Regions from separate parts of the Zea mays genome. Here all the other regions are linked to region 1. A link is a contact called in public Hi-C data. All regions are on one chromosome and are shown on one strand. Each heading gives the region's core, a stretch centred on a gene start, on an enhancer-like site or on the middle of the called end of the contact. The rest is flanking DNA. Distances are from core to core; before and after follow the strand shown. Region 1 has its middle 160 kb from the start of LOC109944242. Region 2 holds the start of LOC100280669. Region 3 has its middle 15 kb from the start of LOC109944242.

Evidence for each region. Hi-C and Micro-C count contacts between places; a contact is called where the count stands out from the background.
Region 2: a Hi-C map of ear shows a contact between it and region 1, with 1.8 times the contacts expected there. The contact joins the promoter of LOC100280669 here to the enhancer-like site in region 1. A contact is called at or near these places in 3 of 25 Hi-C or Micro-C datasets (ear, leaf mesophyll and tassel).
Region 3: a Hi-C map of bundle sheath shows a contact between it and region 1, with 3 times the contacts expected there. The contact joins two enhancer-like sites. A contact is called at or near these places in 4 of 25 Hi-C or Micro-C datasets (bundle sheath, ear, endosperm and 1 more).

Annotation. Positions count from the first base shown.
Region 1 is chr2:101,450,096-101,454,221 of Zm-B73-REFERENCE-NAM-5.0, forward strand. No RefSeq gene overlaps it. Among protein-coding and RNA genes, the nearest start is that of LOC109944242, 160 kb to the left of the region's middle. Within about 2 kb of position 1,701, at least 16 of the 20 cell types and tissues checked have an H3K27ac peak or open chromatin away from gene starts, as enhancers often do. A contact at or near this core is called in bundle sheath, ear, leaf and 2 more, where this site is marked.
Region 2 is chr2:101,681,067-101,685,192 of Zm-B73-REFERENCE-NAM-5.0, forward strand. LOC100280669 reads left to right here and starts at 2,247. Exons shown (of 7, transcript NM_001408112.1): 1 at 2,247-2,500; 2 at 3,214-3,317; 3 at 3,745-4,126. The coding sequence starts at 3,752.
Region 3 is chr2:101,302,162-101,306,287 of Zm-B73-REFERENCE-NAM-5.0, forward strand. No RefSeq gene overlaps it. Among protein-coding and RNA genes, the nearest start is that of LOC109944242, 15 kb to the left of the region's middle. Within about 2 kb of position 1,905, at least 18 of the 20 cell types and tissues checked have an H3K27ac peak or open chromatin away from gene starts, as enhancers often do. A contact at or near this core is called in bundle sheath, ear and leaf, where this site is marked.

The sequences.
Region 1 (4,126 bases), core at 451-2,950:
AAACAATCGTGAACCATGTATGGATCCTCTTTAACTAGAACATACACCAAACGATTACCATAATTTAAACTTATTAGCCTTGGGCATCTACAGCTTCGAATTTGAATAGAAATACTTTAACTAACTTTTTAAACTATTTCATCGGATTAACTAGCATAGCGCACGAGCTAAATAACACATCACACTATTTGTCCTAGCAAGTAGAGCATCATCAAATATTACATAATCTCATTTGACTATAACCTAGAAGCAAAAGACTTTAAGCGCCTAAATGCACTTCCCACTATATAGCTCTCGGGTTACAACTAGAATAAACCTATTGATGCTATTTGCTTCCAACTAATAAGGATAATGAGGAACATTTATTCAAGATGATTAACTTAAGCGACCAATCTCCATTTATGATATTTACTCAATCAACAACCATAGAACATGATAATTACTAAAACAAAGCATCACTTCACCAATTAAGAATTAGCTAAACTTACTTAGCCAAACAATAATAACTTCAAACCAACAATTTAATACTTGCAGAATTTTTAGACAGCAGCACAGCGGTTAATTGTTTTATTCATAACTCATAAAATATGCATCTAAAAATAGTAAACTAGGACTTTCTCGAAAGCTTAGAAAGTCCTATATAACTCTTATATTATCATCACAACATGATTCGACAGTTTGAAAGAATTTGATACACAGATTAGGAACCAGATCCGATTTAAAGAATTAGAGTTTGGGCAAGACGTCGATGGCTCAACTCAAACGATATTGGATTCAATGTTTCGAAAGATTACTAAAGTCTGAATTTTTGTAAAATAATTTAGGACAATTTAAACAGATGGAGACAGACACGATATTAAAATTGCGATAGATAAAGACGATTAAAATTTAGTGTACATTTTATTCACCACTATCACATTTTAAAGTCTGCACTCGTGATCAAGCAGACGAAGCTGTATGTTCTTGCTGGAAGGCACCGACACCCGAGCCCCACTACTTCTCTCCATGTGCGCCCGACTCACGCCTCTTGCTGGAAGGCGGCCCCAACGACTCAGCCGCACAACAGCCCCTTCACCTTCGCGCGCGGGGTGGACGTTGCCATAACTAGCGCGCGATGACCCCGGGCTCCAGCTGGCTCAACGGCTCTCCAACCGACTCATCTGCTTGGAAGATAAAAGCCTCCCCAGGGTCTCGCCCGCACCGTCATATTCCCATCGCTGTGAGCCGAGAGGGGAGATTCATGCTGTCGCATCCGTGTCTTGCGTCCAAAGCCGCCGGTGGCCTAAGGATTGCTCGTGGAGGTTCACCAGCAGCCGGGTACCGTGCTCAGGAGGGTAATTGAGCGTAGAGTCATCGAGACTAGAGGAATTTCTTATCGGTGGTCGTTGGGCTCGGCGGATTTTTCCCTCCCCGTGGGTAGAACGCGTCACACCACCGTCGGCAATAAGAAAATTCCTAGATGAATCCGCATTACCCTCCTCTTCAATTCCAGGTCATTAGAGGAATCCGGGAGGGCCTGGGGGCCAAATCGACTCAACACCGGTGAGGCGCTGCCGCAGTTGGGTGTGCGCGGCCGTGCTTCGCCACCGGGAGGGAGGAGATGATCTCTCGGTCGTCCATCCTAGTTTGGGAGGTGGAGATTAGACGTCTCAATACCCCTTCGCGCAGTTAAATCTGAGGCGTCGATCGGGTGATATGCGATTGGGGTTGGGCTCCGTTTAGTTAAAAATCGCATCCACCGATCTCCAATCAGATGGCAGATATGTCATACCGGTTCGCTGATCGTGCAACCTGATCTGGGCCGCAGATCATCGATCCAACAGTTGGGATACAAAGATACCTGTTCAGCCTAGCGGGTTTTCATAAGAGCCCTACATTTTTGACTTATCAACCCACCGTCCGGTGATAACTATAAGGAAATACATTTAAGTCCTGGAATTTATGAATCTAACCTTGAGCTTCTGGTAATTAGGACCTGCAGCCCAGGGATTAAATAAATCATGTAAATTATTATAGAAAATGGTTTCATGTATAGAAATAATTCCATAATCTTGTTAAATTCATAATTAATTCATTTTAACTCCTTTTGGATGCATTCCAGTTGCATTAAACTCATATTAATATTGTTTATCATCTAGTAACCTTATTTTATTATGAAACATATGGTTAAAATTATGCACTTAATTTGTTTTATGTCTAACACTTAAACCTTTAGAAAATCATAACTCTTTAACCGTATCTCCGATTTTAGTGGTTCTCGAACCTATGATCTCGTAGCAACGCATAGATCATTATTCTGTAGTTTGTGATAATGTTTGTTGTGATGTTAATTTCTCCTATACCATGTTTGTTTTTCTTGTTGTGAGTAGACAAGCAAGTAGCTGAGGAGCCCAGTACTCAGCAGGTGGAAAATACTGAGTAGAAGCTTGTTGAAGGCAAGTTGTGCCCTTGATCACTTTTCTTTACCCAATAATATTATAGTTAATTACTATGGCATGCTCAGGATTAATTTTTATGGGACCCAATAGGTTACCCTAGTTTGGTCTACTTTACACCTTGATCACCACTGAACTTTTTGGGTAGTATCTGCTATTGCTCTATGTCGCACCCGGATTTAAGGGGAAAACCCGGTTGCATCTCATATGTGCGCCAAAGAAGAATAACACATATAATGACCAAGTTTATAGAGATAAATGTCACAAACTTTATTACATAGTGGAAGTGTCTTACAAAAATAAATGTTAAAAAATAAAGCAAACTAATATCAATTCCTTGGTGCCATTAAGCTGACTGGAAGACGCCACCTAGACCTCATCAAACTCCTCATAATAGTCCTCCTCCTGGGCCACCTGCTCTTCACATATGGGGTTTATATATCGCAAGGATGAGCTCACAAAAGTTCATCGCTCAACAAGTGTGGGGAATAATGTGCATGAGCTCACCAAAAGTGGGGTCATGTGAAGTGTAAGACTGATCAACAAATAATGGTTAAAGTTGAGCATAACTTTTAATAAGTTGGTCAAATTTTATTAGCAATTACTAAGTTGAAGTATATACCATCCCAAAGTAATAATAGATCAAAATTAATAATAAAACCACAATGTGATGCATATGATAAATTAAGTTTACTTCCATAATTAATCACGTGAGTGTCCGAGCCGCTCATGACCGTGAGCACGACTAATATACCAGTTTTACACTCTGCAGAGGTTGCACATCTTTACCCACATGTCGTGTTACCCATTTGCCAAGGGTCTAGAAATACCATTCATCTCTACCGAGGAGACAAGGCAGGGTAGCGCTACAAGGCCTTTCCAAAGTTCCACTAGTTCGAGAAAACATGCTACGGATTCAGGAAGAAGGAAGCATAGGAATCCCTCGTCTGAAAAGCTAAACAGACAGTCCGACCCGAGAACCTCCCTATACTCTGTAGCGACGCCTCCCCGCTTGCCTAATTACATGGCCAAGGGTGTCCCATTCCACCCTTGTGGTAGCACTGTTTTCCCGGGTGGTTCTCCATGTTCCAATTAACACAATAATCTTATCATGAACACTAAATAATCAACAGTAATAATAAAGAATGATCATGTGTCAAATTTACGTTAACATCCAAAACCACATAGAGCAATAGCAGAACTACCAAAAAGTTCTATGATAATCAAGGTATAAAGTAGACCAAACTAGGGTGACCTATTAGGTCCCATGAAATTAAACCTAAACATTCCATAGTGATTATAGAGAACATTATTGGGTAATGAAAAGTGGTCAAGGGCAGAACTTGCCTTCAACGAACTCCTGCTCAGTATCTTCTACCTACTGAGTTCTGGGCTCCTCAATTACTTGCTCGTCTACTCGCAACAATACAAACATACATAGCATAGGAGAAATTAACATCACATCAAACAGAAGAACATAATGCATAATAATGATCTATGCATCATAACGAGATCCTAGGTTCGAGAAACATAAATTTGGAGTTATGGTTTAAAAGTTATGATTTTCTAAGTAATTTAGGTGTTAAACATAAAACAAAATGAGTGTTATTTTTATCACTAAGTTACATAGTAAAATAAGGTTACTAACTTATAAACAATATTAACAAGAGTCTAGTGCAATTGGAATGGAT
Region 2 (4,126 bases), core at 997-3,496, 230 kb after region 1:
GCTACAACCAGATTGGGCAAACTTGATCCAATAAGACAAAGACTGGGCATCCGAGTTATGCGTCGACCGAAGCGCTGATATCTCGGGTGATGAAGTTGCACACACTCGAAGAGCTATACATTCGGCGCTAACTCGACTAAGGAAGTGATTGAACTCTAGATAAGCAGGACTACATGGCACGATAAAGGAGGAGATAAGTAGAATAGATAGTGATCACAACTTGTAAAGGGATAATTCTCTGGTCGTGTATATAAGGTCAAGGGAGACTCCTACAAAATCATATCATCTCATGCCATCACACACCAGCCCTCATCAACAACCCTGAGCGCCATCACAGCTCACTTGTAATCCTCATACTCCAGAGAAATTTCAGTACACGGCCTCAACATGAAGTAGGGTGTTATGCATTCTAGCAGTCCGAACCTTTATAAATCCTTGTACAAGTATGACGTGCTCCTGCACGTACCATCGAGTCACAGTCAACGACACCTCCCTACCCAAAAGCATCACGTGGGTAACCTTGTGGTGCGCGGTCGGTTACAAACACCAACACATATGATCCTGTAAGGGTACTATCGTCTTTTCCTTTGTAGACGTGCTGATAAGGTCTTTAGGCTTTCTCTCTCGTTTACTTGCTCTTGCACGCTCAGATCATTGGGCCGAAGCTTCCTAGCTTCGGCTTTACGTGTACACCACTCAAACGAAGGCTCTAAACAAAGCTCAACTTCTTTTACTGCTTTGAAAAATCTAAAATAGACTTGAAAACCATTGATGTCTTAGTGTTTTGAAGAGCTTCGACAGTGAGGGCCCCCAACATATGTGCTAAATATTAGCAAGGTGCTAAAGTTTAGCACACCTTGAGGAGCTAAACTGCTATTGAATGCTAAAGTTTAACACTTCACTTTTAGCATCTTTTAGCACTCATGTTTTGATCTCTAAGGCTGTCTGCAACGGAGAGCGCTGAGCAGCCCCCTCCCCTTCGTAGCGGCTGCAGCTCTCTCCCTTGACCGCGCAACGCTGCCCCATACAAGCCACTCTTTGAGCCGGCCCTCTTCTCTCTCACCCTCAATCTAGCGTTTCACTGTTCACCCCCTACGACACTGTGCTGTGGGTCCACGAGTAATTGTTAGTGGATAAAAAATTGATAGTAGATATAGAAAATGATATTTTATAGTTGTAGTGGGGTATAGGGAGAGTATTTAGGGGGAACCGCTGCGGGAGATGAAAAAATAGAGAGAAAAATAGGGGGAAAAAGTGATATAGGGGGAAAAATTTAGGGGTAACGGTTGCGGATAGCCTAAGTGCTAAAGTTTAGCTAAAACTATAGTGTTGGGGGAATGCCGTTGTCGAAGGTTCTTAAAACTAATAGTTCTAAAATGTTTTAAGAGTAACTAGCCCGTGTTTGCTGAAGTATGTCAACACATGTAAAAAAGAAGTGGAAGAAGCTTTGGTTCAGGCGCTATACCAAAGCTTGTCGTCGAAGCTGGAACCGCTTACTCGATAATGAAGAAGGGCAGTACGTCTGCTGTCCTCAGTAGTTTCCGTAGCTATATGTATATAGTTAAAGGCTATGGTTGTAATTTCATACAAAGTTGTATACCGAGCGTCCCTATAAACAGGTGAACAATACTTATGCAGAGGGGCCTTATTTTACGTCGCACCGATCAGCTCCGGCTCCGAAGATGAGTTTGCCTTTACCCACATGTTAACTCCGTCTCTGAAGATGAGTTTGCCTTTACCCACATGTTAGTGCTTATATCTTTGAAGGTATAATTATATTCACTTATAATAAGAATAAGATAATACGAATAACACAATAACCAAGATTTCTCTTGAGTATGCTCATGTGTTTTTTAATTCCATTAAAGTTTTAATCTTAAGAACCTTCACCTCATTAGTTTATGTTCGAAGCTGAAGATAAATTGAGGGGAAGAAGGTTCCTTATTCTCAATTACGTTGACTTGTTCTGATGTCTTTCATAAATCAGAGTGACCAATAAACTTGACTATGGATCCAAACATACCCTAATAAATTGCTAGCACCTAAAGAAGATCCCACAAACCTTTATGACGGGCAGTTTTAAATCACGGCTTGAGAGAGGACAGCAGAGCTGGGTGGATCCGAGGATGCACACCGGATCACACTCCTCCATCTAGGCAGCCACACCCGTCGATGGGGCCATCCAACGGTCAGGGCCCCGCCCGCGGCGATTATCTCTCTCTTTCTTTTTCTCGTGGGTTCCGCTACGTCGCTCACTTTCCTTCCTTTCCACCAGCCACCCGCCCCTCCCAGAAAAACGCCGCAACCCCTCTCTCATTTTCTTCCTCGTCTACACCTCCTTCTCTCCTCCTCGATACATTCGAGCACGCCCGGACGCGGTCAGAAGGGAGAAAGCAGCAAGCGGCGCCGGGTTCCCCCTCCCTTCGTCGCCCCCGATCGACGCCGATCGGGGCCGACTGCTCGTGGGGGACGCCGACCGAAGCCCGGGCGGCGCTGCTTCGTACGTTTCTCTCGTTCTTCCTCCTGGCCTTTTCTTCCTGTTGCCTGGCGTCGGGTAGGTCGGTTGGTAGGTGGATAGGGTTGAGCTTGTGGGCCAGGGGTCCGGGGGATGTGGATTGATGGGGCTGGGCTGGGGCGTGGTCTCGTGGGAGCTGAGATCCGCGGAATATTTTGGGGGCGGATCCTTGTGGTGTTTTTTTTTCTGCGGAACTCCTGGACTATTGGATGGGAATTTCGTCGATTTGAACATTTATGGTTAGGGTTACGGTTTCGTGGTGAAAACATCACTTATCCTAGAAGGAATGGAGTAGAAATGAGAGTTTTACTGTGAGATGGATGTGCAAAGATGGAGTACTTCCATGGATTGGAATTCTGTAGCACTACCATGGTTCGTTTATATTTGGTGCAAATGATGAGACCACCACGAAACGAATAGTCATTGGCTTGTCATCAGTGAACAACCTGTAATGAATAGTCATTGGCTTGTCATCAGTGAACAGCCTGTTTGAGAGTGCATCTCTCTACAATAGGGTTAGATACTTATCAAATGATTTGTACGTTCGTGCAGAACCCACTGTTTGGTGTTAAAGCTGGTAACCCTATTCTTTTGGTAATCATATGCTTATGCTGTGATGTTAGGTTCTGATATAGTGATATTCTCTCTTTATGTTGTTTCCGAACAAAGGTATTTGACTTGTTATGTTTTTTTGCCAGAATATACGGAAGCAGTTTCTAGTTTTCTTCAGTTCGCCGCTGCAGTTTCTAGTTTCCAGCGGTTCCCACCAGTTGTCTAATAACTTATTGTTGTTGTACGTGAGGTATGTATATCATTGGCTGCCTACATTATTTCTTTAACAACCACCACATTATTTTTGTTTGAGTATAAACTGCAAATGTAACTCTGATTACGTGTACTGTGACTGTTTTCTTAATATTCCATCTTTATGTTTTATTAAGGATTCCCAATGATGCAGCTGTTCAGTTCAGACATAATTTACTTTAGTTTGCATTTGCTTATTTTGATAAATGGTGAATTGCGATGCTGATTCTTTTCTAATTACCAAAATTATTCTTTTGTCGTATTTGCCAGGTTGCTTTTGTCGTATTTGCCAGGTTGCTTTTGTTGTATTTGCCAGGTTGACACACTTGGTGTTGTAAATCATTGCTATTTTTGGGTCATGACTTGTTTTTATTGAAATCAATTGGCTGCCAAGGGTACACTAAATCTTTGATGCAACATAATAGGATCACCATGCTGTCTTCTTCAGAGACTTGCCAGCTTGGTTCTAGTTCTAGCAACCCTGTCATGGATCAGCAGAATTTACTTCCCAACAACTCTAACGTGGATGAACAGATTTTACTCCCAAATGCATTAGAGCATGAGGACTACCCACACTATTTGCTCAATAGTCATGAGGTGGGAATGCCAAGTGGAAGCCTGATTGGTCAGCAAAATACAAGCTTGAGCTTGTGGGAACCAGCTGGATCTAGCTCAATGGAGTGCTTAGTTGATCATGACAACTTTTTCCAGGCAAAAAGAGAACATCTTGCCTCTTCTCGGTCTATTGGTGCCCCGTTAAGTATAGAGAGGAGGAGACATGAAGGCACTAGTTCATTGCCTTCACAC
Region 3 (4,126 bases), core at 655-3,154, 150 kb before region 1:
TTATTATGCTCATGCCCCTATCCTGCATGTCTTATCATTCCCCTTGCCTTTCGATGGCCTTAGAATGGTTTCCCCTTGGTAAGGAAAGACCGCAATTTAATTAAAAGTAACGTATAGCAACGAGATGTTTGTTGTCGTATCCTTGTGTTGTTTGTCTTTGTGTGATGATTGATTTGCTTCTTTGTGATGAGTGTTGATGCGTTGTGGCCCTCGGTCCGCAATGACATCAGTTTAGTAGCTGAGTGCCATAGAGTTAGGTAGCTGGGTGATCTCCCCTTTCTCTCTTCAATCTGTCTATGCTTACCCTTTTCTATCTATACTTTTTCCTCTTGCACCTGTCCGATTGGCATTCTACAACCTCTTTTAATCAGTCAAGATCAGAGTCGGTATCACCTTCACCAAGTGTGTATCAACGCTCCTGTTAAGGGGGTTAGCCGCTAACCCCAATGAAGACAATGCGATCAACATCAACCAACAAGATCAGAGCGGCGCAACGAAAGCGTGTGTGGGTCCTAACCCACAGGTCCAAGAGATCCTCAAGAATTGCATCATGGGGTCGTGAACATCTAAAGGTCAAAGCAACCGGTCCATAAGTTAAGCTTGCAGAGTCAAAGTCAACTCAAGCAAGTCGTAAACAACCAATGAACCAATCTCATTTTCTTGTTAGCCTCTCCTTGAATCTCGAGGGCGAGATTCTATTAAGGGGGTTAGATTTGTAACACCCTGAATTTGAGGGTATAAAATTTCTTTTCCTAATACTCACCAAATTCAGTTGTTACCCTCTCTTTTCCTTGCTTTTCTATTCTTTTACCTAAATAGTGAAGAGTTATTTTGTTTTATATAATTGTAAGCCGAGTAAAATAAAACCCAAAAGGGTCATGATTGTTGCACGACACGCTGGGTCATCTTTTCTTTTTGTATGTTGATTTATTCTAGTTGTGCATTCACGTAATCCGCAAATTTGTGTTTTGAAGTTGAATTCAAAAGAAAATAGCATAAATAGAAGATAGAAAACAAGAGCAAGAAATAATGAAAATAAAACCCGCGCTTCCCAATCCTCCCTGCGGCCTAGCTTCCAGCGCGGCCCAGCTCCCAGCCCGCACCGCGCCGCTCCCCGCGTGGCCCGCCTGCGCGTCCGCGGCCCAGTCGCCACAGCCGCCCTAGGGCATGGTCGCGCGCTACAGCTGATCGGTGGGGCCCATGCGACCCTGTTTCATCTTCTCCCAACCGTCGCTCCCGCACGTCCTACGCCCAGCCGCCACTCACGTCGCCTCTTGCCTTGCCAAAACCGCCATCCACCCTCCTCTCTCTTTTCCCACGCCAAAACCATCGCAACGCCTTGCCTCGTGACCGGAGGCCTCGACGCCGTGCCCAGCATCCCCTTCCTGGAGCCTCGACTGTGCGCGTTCGGAGCTCGCCGTTGAGCCTCGTCGACATCCCCGTTCGCGACGTCCGGCGTTACCAGGGTCAGTACTCTGGTCTCCCTAACCCCTTCTTCTCTGGCCTTCTTCATTTGCACGCCATGGCACTTGGGCGAACCCCCTGCGCGCGAGCATTCCCTAGCCGAGGCCCGTCGGCGATGCTCTAGCCCTTCCCCTCTGCTGCACACGCTAGGTGTGGCCAGGGCCCATCCACCAGCACGGCTCGCCCAGCCCCGACCCTGTGCTGACCATGTCCGCTACCATGGCTCTCCAGCTCCAGCCTCGACCTCGCCCCATGGGCCGAGCCATGCACCTGCTGCGTCGTCCGGCGCCAGCGCGAGCATGCTGCGTGTGCCCCGGCCTCGGCTCCGGCGAGCCGCGCGCCGCCCTAACCGACGACGGCAAGTTCGCCTCACATCCTGTGCCTGCTTGCGCCGTTCGTGCTGATGCGGGAAGAAGAAAGATGGAGAGAAGAACTACCGTGTGGGGCCCACCCGCATGCAGCATGTAACACCCCCACGCTCGATCCGATTTTGCGTTCAATAGAGAAGAAAGAAAAACGCGCTTCGTCCATTGACTGCAAGTGGATGGCGCTAGCCACATACGCACTCGCACAACCTCCTTGCATCCCACATCTGAGCAACCGTTAAGCACATGCAGGTTGAAGAAAATAAAACTACTACTGGGCCCATCTATATACATGCATGCAACCGAGAACAACCCAGAGAAATTGTCTCCCCAATCATGGTCACGTGTCTCCATCTAGCCACGAGATGGCATTTTGTTTTATAAAGCCCACACCGGATCTCGTGGACCTTCTGCGTCTGAGCCCTGTATGGTCATCCGTGTGACTAAGTTTCAGCCGATCAGTCTGTGACATGTCGATAATCCATGATTTAGTAATTAATCCATATTTCTTGCGTTAATTACTCGTTTCGATCTGTTTCAGTGGCGTTAGTTTTGTAATAATGTCGTGTACACGTTAAAATATAGTTTTACCGTAACACATTTTATAGTTAATTATATTTAATTATTATTAGGTTGTCTGATGGTAATTAAAATAGCGATTCAATTGAAACTAAGTTATCGTTTTAATTTGCGAGCAATTCGTGTGTTGTCTTGCGCACGTATTGTTCGCCCACTTCGTCGCGCATCTTCGTGTGTGGTCGTGCGTGTCGTGCGTGCTGCCTCATGCGCGTCGTCACGTGTCATTAGCGTGTGCGGTTCACACGCATTGCCACACATCGTTTGCGTGCGTCGCGTGTGCCATTTACACGTGTCGCTTGCGTTGCCGCGCGTCGTTAGCACGTACCTCGTGTGTCGATCACGTGGGTTGCGCGGCGTCTGCGCGTGATAATAAATTGTTTTGTCTTATAAACACTCATGTTAATAATGTAAATTTGTCAGGTCATATATTTTAGATAATTAACTTTAGGTTCGCTCGATTAATATTTATTAGATTAATATTCGAACTAGATTAAATGTGTAGTGTTCCACTTGAGCTTTTATAATAAATATTAACATGGCAAATATTAACTTAACTACTTTCTATTCATTTAACATTTGTTTAGTATAAACGTGTCACCTATCTAGTTTTCTTACCTATCGCGCGTGCTGTTCCGCACGTGGTGGCGTGCTCATTCGCGCTGGTCGCGCGCGCTGTTTCGTGTGTCGTCAGCGTGCTATCCGCGCGTCGTTTGCACGATGTCATGTTGTTTCGCGCGTCGTAATTTCTCCTTGCTTAGAATCTCTCATGCTAATTATATTAATTATTTATTTGACAGTTGTTAGTGTAGCAAATTAATCGAAACTAAATGGTAGATATTATTTATATTTGATAATGTCGAATCAAATGTTATAGTTAATATATGTTTAGAGTGAACGCGATATCTTCTTGACCGTAGCTTCGAGTTCGACGTTTCTTTTTCCTCGCGTGACCGTAGTAACGCGCTCTATTTCGTTTTGCATGTTTTATTATGTTTTTATCTAAATGGTGTAATGTTCTCATGTATATGTATATGTGTTTGTTTGTTTGTGCCTATTTGTGTTCGATATGCGTCGCGAATAGATTGCGATTCATTTCCGAGCATCAAGGGATTGAAGGTCAAGCTTTGGTGACCAAGTGGTCTAGCTCTTCGAGTTCTACAAAGTTGAAGACCCTGAGCATCTGTTTGGTGAAGGCAAGTGTCCTCTGACCCATTATGTCCTATCTATTTATAATTCACTGTCCCGCACTACTTAATTGAAACCTAAGGATGGACTAGTTTTGTATTTACCTCGTCCTTGATTACCTTTTGGGTTATTATGGTTAGCTTCATGCTATTGCTTTACTATAATCAATGAACATGCTGTGAATATTTATGATACGATGATGTTATCCTGATGAGGATATTGTGATACTTTAGGGGGCTCGGGCTGTTTCTCGAGTGCCTCTCCGTAAGGACCTGTTCGTTGAGAGACCACCTGGGATAACAGTGCAACCATGAGGGTGAAATGGGATGCCCTTAGCTAATTAATTAGAGGAACTAGAGGTGTAGTTGCTTCGCCGTCGTGCCATTAATGGGGTCCAGGCACAGTGCTTGCTCTGCCGAGGCTGAGTGTAGAGGTTCTTTCGTTTTGCTTTTGTTAGTCACCCTCCTGCGGGGAGAGGTACTGTGTTTATCAAACTGGAGAAACCTAACGGGCGGCTATGACCACTAGGGAAT